2 separate regions of the Anser cygnoides genome follow, and region 2 is linked to region 1. A link is a contact called in public Hi-C data. All regions are on one chromosome and are shown on one strand. Each heading gives the region's core, a stretch centred on a gene start, on an enhancer-like site or on the middle of the called end of the contact. The rest is flanking DNA. Distances are from core to core; before and after follow the strand shown.

The links. Hi-C and Micro-C count contacts between places; a contact is called where the count stands out from the background.
Region 2: a contact with region 1 is called in a Hi-C map of liver, with 6 times the contacts expected there. The contact joins the enhancer-like site here to the promoter of RHBDF1 in region 1. A contact is called at or near these places in 4 of 7 Hi-C or Micro-C datasets (granulosa cells and liver).

The regions. Positions count from the first base shown.
Region 1 is chr15:11,165,187-11,171,888 of Taihu_goose_T2T_genome, forward strand. RHBDF1 (rhomboid 5 homolog 1) reads right to left here and starts at 3,814. Exons shown (of 19, transcript XM_066977497.1): 1 at 3,546-3,814. LOC136786429 (a long non-coding RNA gene) reads left to right here and starts at 3,896. Exons shown (of 2, transcript XR_010825059.1): 1 at 3,896-4,717; 2 at 4,821-5,017.
Region 2 is chr15:11,215,997-11,222,698 of Taihu_goose_T2T_genome, forward strand. It overlaps NPRL3 (NPR3 like, GATOR1 complex subunit), which reads right to left. Exons shown (of 12, transcript XM_048062162.2): 11 at 6,645-6,702; 12 at 1-208. The coding sequence ends at 43. Among named protein-coding and RNA genes, the nearest start is that of MPG, 23 kb to the left of the region's middle. Within about 2 kb of position 2,380, at least 2 of the 3 cell types and tissues checked have open chromatin away from gene starts, as enhancers often do. A contact at or near this core is called in liver, where this site is marked.

The DNA of each region.
Region 1 (6,702 bases), core at 2,564-5,063:
GTCAGTTCAGGGCTCTTCAGGGCTGCAGAAACAGGGCTGCTAGCATGACCACAAAAAACACCGTCTGATAGATCCGCTTGCTTTCAAGGGTAAATCTGCCTGTTCCCTCCCTAGTCTCGGGCCTGATAGCCGCAAGGGCTGAGATCATCCCTTCCTAAATATTTGCTTGCATGGTGGCTGCTGACCTCAGAGGGGAGTTACCGGACACTGACAGAGCGAGCAGGTCACCATCTCCATTCAGTTCAACTGGTTCGTCTGCTAGTTCTGAACAAGGCAACAAACAATCAAACAAATTAAAAAATACATATATATAGCCACAACTGGGGAGATGACAACCCACCTGACAGTGGGCATTCTCTCCTCCTGTGAAAAAAGTGACCATCTTCATTCTACCTTCCAGGAGAACGGGGACATTTTACCCAGACACAATGGTTCCCACTAAACTCAGGTTACAGCTCCCACAACGCAGTTTGTAGCTAGAGAGGCTGTCACGCTCTCAGCAGAGGATGCAACACAGCTCTGTGCGCTGGCAGGCAATGCGTACATTGCATGGGTTTCCTAAATCTACAACAAGTACACATCCAGTAGCAGGGAGGCAACCTTACAATAACAGTGCCAGATCTGCACAGTTCCTGTCTGCTTCATTCCAGCTAATGATGACAGAGTGTTAGACATAGGGCCCAGCATCTCTTCAGCTGAAACGAAAGGAAACTAATCCACATCTGAGCCCAGAAAAAAATACGAAGGAACCCATCCTCAGGTTTTAAGTGCTTTTACTGGAATGGGTCATACATTGGTGACAGGCAGGTTGCTGCAGGAACAGGAATTAACAGAAGCGTGTTGGGTCACAGTTAATGCTGGAACCTCTGAGAAGGGTGCATGGTCTCCATGGGATGCCAAAGCCTCCAGAGATAACTAAGGAAGAAAGGCAGGAGCCACAAGGGAAGAATATTATCAGAGACTGCTCTGCCAGAAAACAGCTCTTGAGATGCAGATAGAGAAATGTCAGATGTTCAGCTCACGGCCAATCCCACTCGGCAGGCAACATCCCCAGCAGCACAGTGGGTGCTCTGGTGCTCTGCCAACCTCTTCCCTGGACGCACTGAATGGAAAACAACTCAGGACTCCTGTTCACGTTGCCCATCTCAGACCTTCAGCACTAACTAGGCTGCGTGTTCACACTGCAGAAAGATCTGATACACTGAATGGAATCAAACCTTTACTAATTATATCTGAGCATGTGGGCTCTGTGCCCAAAATAAACTGTCCTGTCATGCTACACTCAGCAGACCCTGCCTCTTTCAAGGCAACATGCTGGGACTTGCTGGCTACTCTCCGGGGCTGGATTCCAGAGGAACAAGACCAATGATCCCAAAAGGAATTCCTACTCCTGCCGTGCAGCCTCGCTCTGCTGCAGGACTGCTGAAGACCCCCACTAAACCGAACCCGCCGTCCCCAAATCCTGCGACAAGGCACCAGCCCCTCTGGCCCTGGCCAGGTGCAGAGGCCAGGAGCTCGGTGAGGGCCAAGCTAGGGCCTACCCTGCACAGAGCAAGAGCAAGACGTTCCTCAGCTCTGGGCCAGCCCACGGCTTTCCCCAGAACCTGAAAAGCCAGTTTGTAGGCAGGTCTCTTGCAAATGTATTGCTTAAAAAAAAAAAAAAAAAGGCCTGTCATGGGAAGTCCCAGAGCAGAACTAGTTTTGTGGGAGTTGCTTTTACACCACACAGCTTTAACCTCCTTTCATGGGAACCCGCTGAAGCGGGCACACCGCTGACACACGGCCACACAGGAGAGTTGCTGCCGCCCCGGGGACTCAGGACCAAGGAGCACAGAGATGGTGGCAAAGCTTGCTCCTCCACTCCAAGCCCAAAATCCCCCTCGGGAGGACAGCCGGGCCCCGGCTCAGGAATGGCCCAGCACAAGGACAGCGGAGACCTAGGTTAACAGTGGAAGCACTGTGGTAGCCATGAGGATCTACAGATGAAGCAGCAGGAGGGAGAGGCGATAGCTGTCACTAGGCTGACAGGCTGGAGAAGGGAAAGAAAAAGAAAAAGAAAAAAAAGAGCAGACAGGCTTTCAAGCACACAAGGCCATTCTGAAAGTCCTTTTAACAATTAAAACGTGAAGGAGGCACCTAGGAGCCCATTTGGTTTTTCCAACTGTCTCAATGGATCTAGCACTATTCATCCCCTCTTGCAAACACTGCATGGCTGAGATAGAAGAGCTGGAAAGCAAGGTAATTCCACGCACTGGAGTGCAGACCCAGTTCTCCCAAGGCTCTACTCCCCAGCTTGTCCCAACTGGGCCCTTTTTACCCCACTTACGGCACAAGGGGAGCTACTTGTCTTTGAATCAGCGTTACTGCCGTTAAAACATCGTGCGCCTTCTTCATCCCACGCTTCATTCAGAAGTGCCTTCAGTTCCCTTCCTTCAGTGTTTGCTGCCTTGTCCCTTCCCATTAAGTATAGCTTTCTTCCCAGAGGAAATCAGCAGCCATAGGGACAAAAACAGGAAGAAAAGAAACAACTTCCTGCTTGCTCCCAGACCCCGGCATCCCTGACCAACGCTGCACGCTCCACCGCGAGGCCAACCTGCAAGAGAACTGGCAGCCAGAACCAAGCGCTGCACGAGGAACACTCCGAGGCCAGGCAGAAGTCGTTTGTGCTGCCGCTCACCTCTCACATCGCGGGAAAGAAAAGCACAAGCCAAAATACACGCAAGGGGCCCTCCAGTGCAACAGCAGCAGCTACGCGTGTGTGTGCGCTACAAGGGGGGAAAGGACCGGTCACTTTCTTAGAAGCCCAAAAGGATGCAGCACTGAGAGCGCAATCCTGCAGAAGTTTTCACAGAACTATGGAATATCTGAATTTTCGCCAGATTTGCCTTGGGCTGCTGCAATTCCCCCACATCAGGCCAGCAGTGCGTAGTGTGAAAAGTCAGCTCAGGGACTGGATCCAGAGGAAGACTAACCTTTACCTCCAAAGATTATGATCCCCTATCAGCTCACAAGGTGGCTGCCAAACTGCCAGCGTAAGGGGACAAACGGGTGGCAACGCGTGGCGAGGGACAGCTGGAAGGGCCCGGGGCTCCTGCGTGGCCCTGGGTCAGCTCTAAGCCGGCCACGAACCCGCACCCTCACCTCCAGCCGAAACCTCCGGGGTCACCGGGGGTCCCGACGCCACCCCTCCGAGGCAGGACCCGGCCCCGCCTTCGCTGCTGCTGGAGACCGGGCCGGCCCCACGCCGGCCCCACGGGCTGGGACCTGTCACCCACCTGCGGCACCGGGACGAGGCGGCTGCCCCGCCACCCGGCCCTCCGCAGCCTCCCCCCGGCCGGCCGCCCCGCTCGGTGCCCGGGGCTGCCCGGCGGGCCCGTGCCGCCAGCAGGGGGCTGCCGAGCCGCGGCGGAGGCGGCGGGGCCGCGGTGCGGGACGGAGCCCGCAACTCACGTGCGCGCCGGGGCAGCGGGGTTCCCTCCTCCCCCCCCCCCGACCCTTCGTTCTCCCCACCCGCACCCGCACGCCGGCCCCCGCCCCGCACTCACCGGGCAGGCGGGGACGAGCGCAGCGGCGGGGCGCTCAGCACCGAGCCGCCGGACTCCGGGCCGCCCCGCTGCGGGCTTAAGGGGCCGCCGCCGCCGCCGCCGCCGCCGAGCTCGGCCCGGGCAGGGCGCGGAGACTCCTCCCCCGTGCCAGGGGCCGGCCGGCCGGGCACGCCATTCACAGCCGCGGCATGCAAATGGCCGCTGGGCTCCGCGCCGGCTTCGGCGGCGAACGCCCCGCCGGGGAGCTGCGAGCGCCCGGGGCCGCGGGGCTCATCCCGCCGCGCCGCCGCCTGAGTCACGGCGCAGGAATGCGCCGCGCCGGGCGGAAGCGGCCGGCCCCGGGCCCCCGCCCCGGGCCTCCCCCTTCGCCGGTGAAGGCTGAGCCTGGAGCGGCCCGGCGGGGCTCCCGGGGGGTCGGGGCTCTCCGTCCCCTCCCCGGCCGCGCGGGGACGGGGACGGGGTTGCCGGGGAAAGGCAGTCCCGTTAGCGCCGAGCCTTCGGCGTGCTCCTGAGTCGCTCCCCCGGAGCGCCCGGCTCCGCCAGCAGCCCCGCCGGGGGCGCCTGGAGAGCCCCGAAGCTGGGAGCTCGGTGTCTCCCCCCCCCCCAGTACCCCCAATATTCCTGTGTTTCCCATCCGGTTCTTCACAGCTTCTCCGGGCACATGGTTAGGGTATCAACCCTTCCTAAGCTCGCTCTTTCCTCCCGGCCTCAACGTTTCCCCCTTCTGGATGGCGTACACCCATCTCCCTTGCTCAGTAGTCCTCGCCTTTGTCCTGGGACCGCTGCCCAAACTTTCTCCATCTGGCTCTGTGGTCAGCATGTATTGCTCGTGCAGAGGTTCACGAAAGCCCCAGCGGACGCTTCAGTAGGGCCTGCATCATGCACATCCATCTTCGGCTGGACCCAAACCTGCAGCTGCGTACTTTTTACATTTTAGCAATAACCGGGGGCGGGGGGGAGTATTCCTTGCCATCTTGCCGCACCTCCGAGGCCGACCTGCACATGACGGCGTTGGAGAGGAGTGGGGTGGCTGCCGGTGCTGCGTGTGAAGGGGGAGCTCATCGCCACCACCCTGCCCGTGCCCGCGTGCAGCAGCGACAGCCACGCTTCGAAGGCAGCCCCCAGAGCCCTGCTGACTTCAGCGCGTCTCCTCAGCTGGTGAGCGTATCCAGGTCAGCCCCAGCTGGTCCTCGGCAAGGTGGAGACCAAATTGCATGCGTAACCCTGCTTGTCCGCAAAGCCCCATGAAGCTTAACAGACACAAATTATTTTCAGATGTTCCTACCACATAAACAAGGGAAAGAAGTGTCCAGTAACATGAGAGAGAAGGGATGAACTTGCAGGCCCTTCAGCACCTCCCAGAAGGAACGCACCGGAGCCAGCGTGATTCTGACCCACCCCTGCTCTTTCTTAGCCTCCTTCCAACAGCATGTGCATTTTGCAAGAAAAATAAAGTTCTTACACTGAAACGTGATTTATTGCTCCCACAGACAGCACTCCTCACTCCATCCCACATGCTCAGTGTCCCTCCGGGCCTGCGGGGTGGGATTCCCTTAGGCAACTGCAGGCATCTGCGCTTATTCGGGTAGACTCTACCCTCTTGGTCAAGAATACGCTCTCCTTGCTCCCATTGCCAGCCAGGGTGTTCCTCTTTCAGTGCACTGAGTCGTATCAGCCTAAAATACATTGATAAAAAGTGACTTAATGCCAGCATCTGACAGCAATGTCCAGCCTGTGATCACGACATGAGACATGTCCATAGGATGTGCAGGCACTGGCACAGGCTCCCCAGGGCAGCGGTCATGGCACCGAGCCTGCTGGAGCTTGAGAAGTGTTTGGACAATGCTCTTAGATACATGGTTTGTTTTTTGGGTGGTCCTGTGTGGATCCAAGGGTTGGACTGGGTCCTTGTGGGATATTCCATGATTCTATGATAGGAGCCCTGCTTGGGGGGGGGGGGGGGGGGGAGAGAAGTAGTCCTTGCGAGACACCAGGCAGAGGACTCAGATGGTGAAGGAGGTATTTCCATCTCTACTCGCTGAATGTTGCTCCCCAGGAAGGCCTTAGGAAATTCCCCTCCAAAGCTGGCATCTGTTCGCAGGGGGGGTTGGCCCCAAGCTGCAGTCCTGTTCTCCATCCCTCTCCAGCTGGTGACCAACCAGCAACTACTAGGGTGGGTTCCTCTGTGTTTAGACTGGGATACCAGGTGTTTGCCTCCAGTGGTGTTTCACATGGGTGTCATCACTCAGGGTCAATGTGAGCCTAAGGCCGGTCGTACCCACCCTGACCAGAAGAGCTTCCCAGATGCAAACGCACTTCTCAGAGGACAAAAACCACTATCTGGGTCTTTGGTTTCACTATTTGGAAGAAAAAGAGTTCTCCTGAAAATAGAGGAGCCTCTGATCTTTTTCTGAAAAAGGAAATACTCAGCTCAGGTCTCACCTAGCAAAGGGGGAAAACTGAAGATTATTTGCCTCACTCAGTGTCCAAAGGGGAGGAATGTTATGGGGGGGGAATTGCAGGGAGCACTGCTGTTCAAAACATGGCCTCTGAGAGCCAGCTGAAGGACAGTTATCTTTCGGTGCTTGTTATGTTTAACAGGAACATGTAATTACATCAATTTGCCTCATTCTTCTCTGCTGGAAGCTGGAGTTTCCTCCCTTCTGCTTGAAATCCATGAGAAACTGTGATCCTACCACAAGACGTGGTCAAGACCCAGTGCAACAGATATCCTCCATTGTGAAGTACGGAAGTTTTACTGCCGCAGCTCACTCTCACTGCTCCCTCCAAGCTGGGCGAGCTGCACACTCGCCCAGGCACTCACGGGTCTGCACCAGCCAGAAGTCCGGGCAGCACAGAATGGCCTAGTTCTAGTGGGTAGTTCACATGCTCCTCATCTTCATCAGCACCCCACGCTTCTCCCTCCTGTGCACACGTTTGTATGCAATGCTCATTGGAACAGTTATCCTGTGTAATCAGGCATTGAATCTGCCAGCACTGACAGTCTTAAGAGCCTTAGCTGTCCAGCTATGCGGCATTAGCGCAGCCTGCCTTGGGAATGTAAAACACAAAAGCCAATTTTCCTTCGATTCTGTGCCAACAAAGTGGTCCTTGCCTTCCCTGCCTCCCAGCACTGGTCCCGCAGTCCTGGCCTGTC
Region 2 (6,702 bases), core at 1,130-3,629, 49 kb after region 1:
CTCCTAGAGTATCAAGCATGTGGCAGGTTTTTGCCTGTAGAGTCATTTTAAGAGGGACTGGAAAACTGAAATCACAGGGTCCTCATGGCTGGTCACTACCAGGACACTGCGGAATTTGTCAAACAGCATCAGCAGCTGGGAGCGACGCATGTTCTCGTTGTACATGATCTCCTCCAAATGGTGTCGTCCTCGGAAATAGTGCAGCAGCCTGCAGGGAAAGAGAACAAGGGAGGCATGTAGGCCAAAAGCAAGTGGATGCAGCAAGACTCGATACCAATACCGCCACCCTCAAGGTCTCCCCTCCCATGGGATGCAAATCAGAAGACGTTTGGGTTGTGTCCCTCATTTACACGAAAAGTGAATTGAGTGAAATCTGTTCCTATCTTAGGCATGCCTGGCACAGAAGTCCCCTGGAAAATCAGTACAGGGGACATCACCCACTAAATTCTCATTTACTTATGTGTGCAATTTCCATCACACTTACTTTGCTTCAGCGGTGCCCAGCTGTTCTAAGGGTGCCCTGCTCCCGTGCTGCCCCGATACCTACATCACATGGCAGCTAGTCTGTAATAAGGAAACACAGCCTTGGGGTTTTGCAAAGGCCCTCCTTGTATCAAAAGGGTTCCTAGCCTAGGGCATTTCCTGAGCCTGTCAGTAGTTTTAACTCCAGAAAGCACAGAACCACAAGTGCCAACAAGCCCTGAGAAAGCAAGAAGTGACTGATTTACTTCTGCAGTCTCTTAGCTGGATCTACAATGCGCTTGTCACAGCTCTGCAGCAGCAGTCTAGTCTTGCTTTTAGACTTAAGAGGCTATTTTCCCCCAGAGCAGTCCAAGTGGCTTGGTAACTACAGGTCATGCACTCTTGAGGTTTGGTTAGCTTGGGGTGGGTGGAGTGGTTGCAATAGGGAGATGGCAGTTTTGGCCAGGATCACCACAGAGAAGCTCTGGGAATTACGAAGTCCTGAAAGAGCCCCTAAACCCTGACTCTAAGCTAAAGCCACAGTGACTACTTACACGCCCAGTTCTCGTCAGTCAGTACAGATATCCCTTTGCTGGGCACCGACATGCTGCACAAACATCAGCTCACCTCGGCCCTGCGCAGTCAGTCACAGCAGGGTCAGACAAACTGCAGGCTCTTCACTGCAGCAAGTCCCTGATGGCGGAGGAGCTGCTGCTCCCCCGAGACCCGTCAGAGCAGAACCACCAAGCCAGCCCTTCAGATAAAGCTCAGGTTTGCTGCACAGCCTCTTAATTGCCTTAACAACCTCCCAAATGAAGGAACCATGCTGCACATCACTCAAACTACTCCCACTAGCCAAGGCCCAAACACGTACGCCAGAATCATTTCTCCAGTTAAACATAAAGATGTGCATCTCCATGTGTTATACATCACATGCTCTGCTCTGGAATTCATCAGCTTTTGCTCATGTTTCCATACCCATCTGCAGTTTAGGAATATACTGGCCGGCTGCTTTATGCCAACTGACAGTAAAAATGAGTGGAGATGACAAGATCTGTTTTCCAATTCGTTCATACAGTCCTCATGCAGGAACGGCCCCTGAAAGATGCCAAATATCCCTTAAAGCATTCCTGCCTATATTCAGGTGATGGTAGGACGGGGCCTCTCCTGCTTTCACTGAAGGACTGAAGCTTGCCTGGTTGTCTTCTGCTCTTCAGGCTGGGCACTCCTGTCACCCCACCACCCTTCACGGCCACCTGGAAAGGAGTCTGTATGCAACGAGTCTCCCTTCGTCACAGCCTCCCTGTATACCACACACACGTGGTTTTAAGTTATCGGTCACCTCCAGTCTCCTGTCATTTCTCTTTGCTCCCATCACCCTCCTCACACTCCCCGGCCATGGGTAAGCTCATTGCAGGGTACCTCAGCTGCCTCGTCCCTGCAGACAGCCTGGGGGTGTGCAGTTCCCCAGCAAAATGAGCATGCAGTGCAAGCACAACACGCTGCACACGCTCCCTTCTGCTTTGATGTACATCTGCCAGCTCTCAAGTTGGCACCGTTATGTAGAACATAATTGCTAAGTCTGCAGTGCAAACAAACAACGGGCTCCAGTCATATTTACATTTCCCCTATCTGTGGAGTGCATTGGCCTCCTGCAGTATCTCCCACGGGGCATTTAAATTAGGCTAATCAGCTTCCTTCCCCCAGTCGATGGTAACCAGCACACTGAAAAGTGGCCATTAGCAGGCAAAGCGGGGGTTGTGTGCGTCAAAAACGCACCATTGCCTGAAGTATTAATGGTGATTTTTGAAAACACTTACTGATCTTGGATTTTTTTCTTTTCATGCTCACATTTTAGCTAGCTAGGGGGTTAACATCCTTTTCTTTCTAAAAATGACTACCTATCTCTTCTACCAGATTCTTCCCCCAGAAGGACTGCTTTCTAGAATTCTCCATTTCATTTTGGCCCAGATTTATTTGCTGTGATTTTCCAAGACGAATCAAATGCTGTCTAGCCTTGTCTGGGCACTATGTTGCTATCTGTCCCTGGCCAAAGCTCCTCCTCCCCTAACTTGTGTCACTATTCAGAAAGTCACTTTAAAGATTTTAAAAGCTCCGTATTCTCTCCCTCCTACAAAGCTGCTCACAGTGACTGTCCAAACTCTCATCCCCTGGCACAACTGACTTATGTGTGAATGATTGCGACCTGGCTTTCAACAGCAACGCAAACTAAGTAGGAGTTTTCCAATAAATACATCCATCCTATATTCAAAAAGAGTCTGGATTTGTAACTGGTCAAGATGAAATAGTTTCCATTCCAATAAAAGCTAGAGAGGATATTAAAGAATATCACAAAAACGCTGGCTGGAAGTCACCTCCAAGGCCTAGTCCAGCCTCCTGTCCCAGCTGGAGAATTGCCAACACTGTAGATTTTTCTGCCCAAGCTCTGTAACTCTCCAAGGGTAGTGATCCTCCCTCATACCTGGGTAATCTGTCCTGGGCAGCATCGCCCTCCTGGAGAAGTTTTCCCTAACGTCGAAGTAGAATCTACCAAGCTGCAACTTGATGCTGCTGCCCCTCGTTTAACCGTCTGCCAGTAATGAGAAGAGTTTGGCTCCATCATCTGCTGTAAGTGCCCTCCAAAGTGCTGCAGGCAGGCGTTGGATCCCCCTCAGCCTCCGCTCTGCTGGCCTGAATAAGCCCCATCTGAATGAGCCTCCCCGCCTGTCCCATGCCCCAGACCCCAACCCAGCAGCCAGCACGGGCCCATCTCCACCTTCACCATGCTCTTCATGACCTGGGGGGAGGAGAGAGAGGGGAACGAGAGAGTTTTCCAGGTGCAGCACCAGGTAGAAGGGAATAATTTCTTTCAGTCTGATGGCCGCTCTCCCTCACTAATGTATCATTTGCCTCTAACATGACATATACATGGACAACATGCTCAGGCGTGTGCACCACAGAAGTCAGTGGTCAGGCTTGATGAGCCCCACGCTTTGCTCCTGGTTCCCATCTGTCCTGACTGACCCGAGCCAAGTAACTCTGTGTTGGGCTCCTTCACGCATGCATGCGCCTGTGTCCGTGTGCATGCCTGCAAGCCAGAGCTCTGGGAAATGCCTCACTTCATCTGTCCCAGGCAACTCCTACCTGGAAAATACAGCAATTAAGAAAGGAGGAGTGAACTGAAAGCTCATTTTGGTGTTACACAGGAATAAACCACTAGCATAGGCAGGGCAGAGGGAAGTGCCCAGTACAATGACATAAGACAGTGAACACTGCCCCACAGAAGGGTTACACCAAGCACCCGCATTTACAGCTCCAGTGAAGACAGGCACTATCTTCACGTTGTCAGGCAGTAAGCATCTATGGGACCCAAACAGGACATAAGATGGCAGTTCTCAGGGCAACACTGCATTTGGGTCACCCCGAAGCTGCACAAATCCGTCTGTTGACAGATGTGTGCTTCCAGGTCCAGATGCAGTGATGGAAGATTCTTTCTTTCCATTGCTCATCACCATCCTCCCCATTCAAGTTACAGGAGCTGCCCTGCTATCAGCACTGTGGTGGTAGAGCAGTTCTCTAAACTGCTTCAGACAAAAGAAAAAAAAAAAAAAGATATCTCAGGTTAGTCATTCAAGTAAAATTAGCTTAAATCTGGCCAAGGAGACACCCTTTCCAACACTGCTTGAAGATGGGGCAGAACTGTCCACAGCTTAACAACACCTACGAATATTCCTCTATGGAGTAAAGGACCTCTATTTCTCAATCTAAGAGTAAGAAAATTCCCAAAAGTGACTCTACACCTGTTGCTTGGGAGAGAAGCAACGAGTGAAGCCTCAAACTGTCTTTAAAAGCACTGCTGGATGTGCATTGAGGAATACTTTATGTACCTTACTGAAGATCTAGCACAAAAAGAGCTTTTTTCCTTCTCAAGTTTAGTTCTGGAAGGACAATGCCATCCCTCCTCTCCAGCAGCACCTATGGAAACAACTTGGATTTGAATTCCGATTCAATGCTATGAGGATTACTGCAGCCAATGCTGAAGCCAAGCTCCCATATCCCTTATTTCCCCCTTAAGGTTTCTGCCTTGCAAATACTGGCTTTGCATCATAATGGACAGGCACAAGTTCTTTCTGGTATCTGTTTAATGAATAACAGGAGTTCAGAGGCATAGACACATGAAAATATATCAGGCTGAACTTTACTGCTATACTGAAAATAGACCATCCCTTCGTGCACACACAAAACTATACTTAGAAGGTCAGTTACAGTATATTTAGTGCACTAACTACGCATTTATAGTAGGAATTTGTTCTGGTAGGCAGCTGATACAGCACAGCTATTTGCTGTAGCACAGCCCTCATTAGGCTGTTATTCTTCAAGATGAAGCAAAAAGTAGACCTGACACAGTAACCTCTGCTGGGGTAATGAGGATGATCAGCTCATTCACTGCAGTGGCTTCTCCACAATTATTTATACTTTCACTAAGAGCCACAGGCTCACCCAGGCACTCATCTCTAATGGTTTACAGGACAAAATGAGAGAAAATACATGCACGACCTCCCAGTTGCGGTGTCTCATAAAGTCACAAGTAACCAAGAGTATCTTGTATAAACATTTCTATTTTTACACTCTAGCATCCTACCCAGAGAACCAATCTGTTTACTCTACCTTCTCTCTTTCTCACTGCTGACTTAAGAGTGAGTTATGGTTGTCAATTCAATCTACAGTGGAATGGAAATTAACATTTTGCAGATGCTCAGGATGGCTTTGCTAAAGAACCTAGTGCATGGGCAAACTGCAAAATACACATCATTAAGACAGCTGCCTGATTACGGCAGCTGATTTTCTGAAGAAACTGAAGTCATTTTTGGCATCTGCAATTCAAAAGCTTTCAAATTGTTGCTTTATCCAGATGAAAGAGGTGACAGGGAAGCAATAATGAGATCCTTTCCTCTCTCCAGGATAATTATGAATCTGCATTGCCACTAAACTCATCCAAAGCGTCCCCCACAAATTCTGTCTTAAGATACCACCAATTATGATTTTTACTTTTCTTTCTCACAGGTTTTGTAACCACTTATCTGGTAATGAAGAGCAAACATTTCAAAAATCTCAAATGTTTGAAGTGTTGCCTCTCAGAGAATGTCCTCTGAACAGTTAAGAAAGTGGAGAAGGAGTTGAATACTTCAGGAAAGAACAGCAACTACCCACAAGCATGGGAGAACTCTGTAAAAATGCCTGAGCACAACATAGCTGCAAGCTTCATCAAAGATAAGAAAAGTAACTTCTTGCCAATACAGTTTCTGTAGGCTACTTGACTATATCCATCCTAGGGTGAAAACCAGGTTTTCAGGGATGACCACCTGAATTTGTAAAGTACGGGAAAAGTTACAGAACTTGCCCCAGGAGGTTTTCTGCTCTACAAGTATGAAAAACAGTGAAAGTTGCATTCCAGTGTTTTGAAATGCTCAGGAAAGAAAAAATTTCCCCCTTACCATTTTCACAGATAGCTGGTTAGGAAGTCATTCTGCTTTTGACCATATGCAGAACCACACCTTGCCTATTTTTGTTGTGTTGAAATTTGTAACAACAAAACTGGGTGCTACTAATCACATAACATAATGACTTTAACTTGTAGAGCTAACTAACCTACTCAAATAAGCAGCTTATCTCAGCAAAACGGGCCTTGAAACCTTTGTAAGCTGTGCTGTAGAAGTATTCAGGCTGACTTTGTCTCTGATGCTTTTTTCTTTGTCTCATATTTACACATAGTTTAAAAACCTTAAAATAAAGACTAGCTGGCTTGAAAATACCAACACAAAACGACAGCATCAGTATGAATGAGTCTTTCCTTTGCATACTCAGATTTTTTTTCAGGCTATGCTATTATATCTACCATGTGTGGACACAGCAAAACTGGTAGGTAAACAGTGATGGTTGGACAACAGGCTATTATGTCCTGATGCTCCTTCACACATCGAGAATTTTGTTAACAGGTGTTCTTGTGACATATATATTAGTTTTTGTCAAAAAATGTATGAAATAGTTATAAGGAAAACAAAACCAAAATAGTTTATCTTCCAAAATGCCAAGCTAATGGTATTTGCTTCGAGTCCATGCCTACCCTTCAATAAAACAACAAGGATAAGAAAAAAAAATTATACTCTGCACTCATTACCTACCTTGCAAACATGCGAAGATCTTCTGGATTTTGGGCAGCAGGGACATTGAGGATAGCTT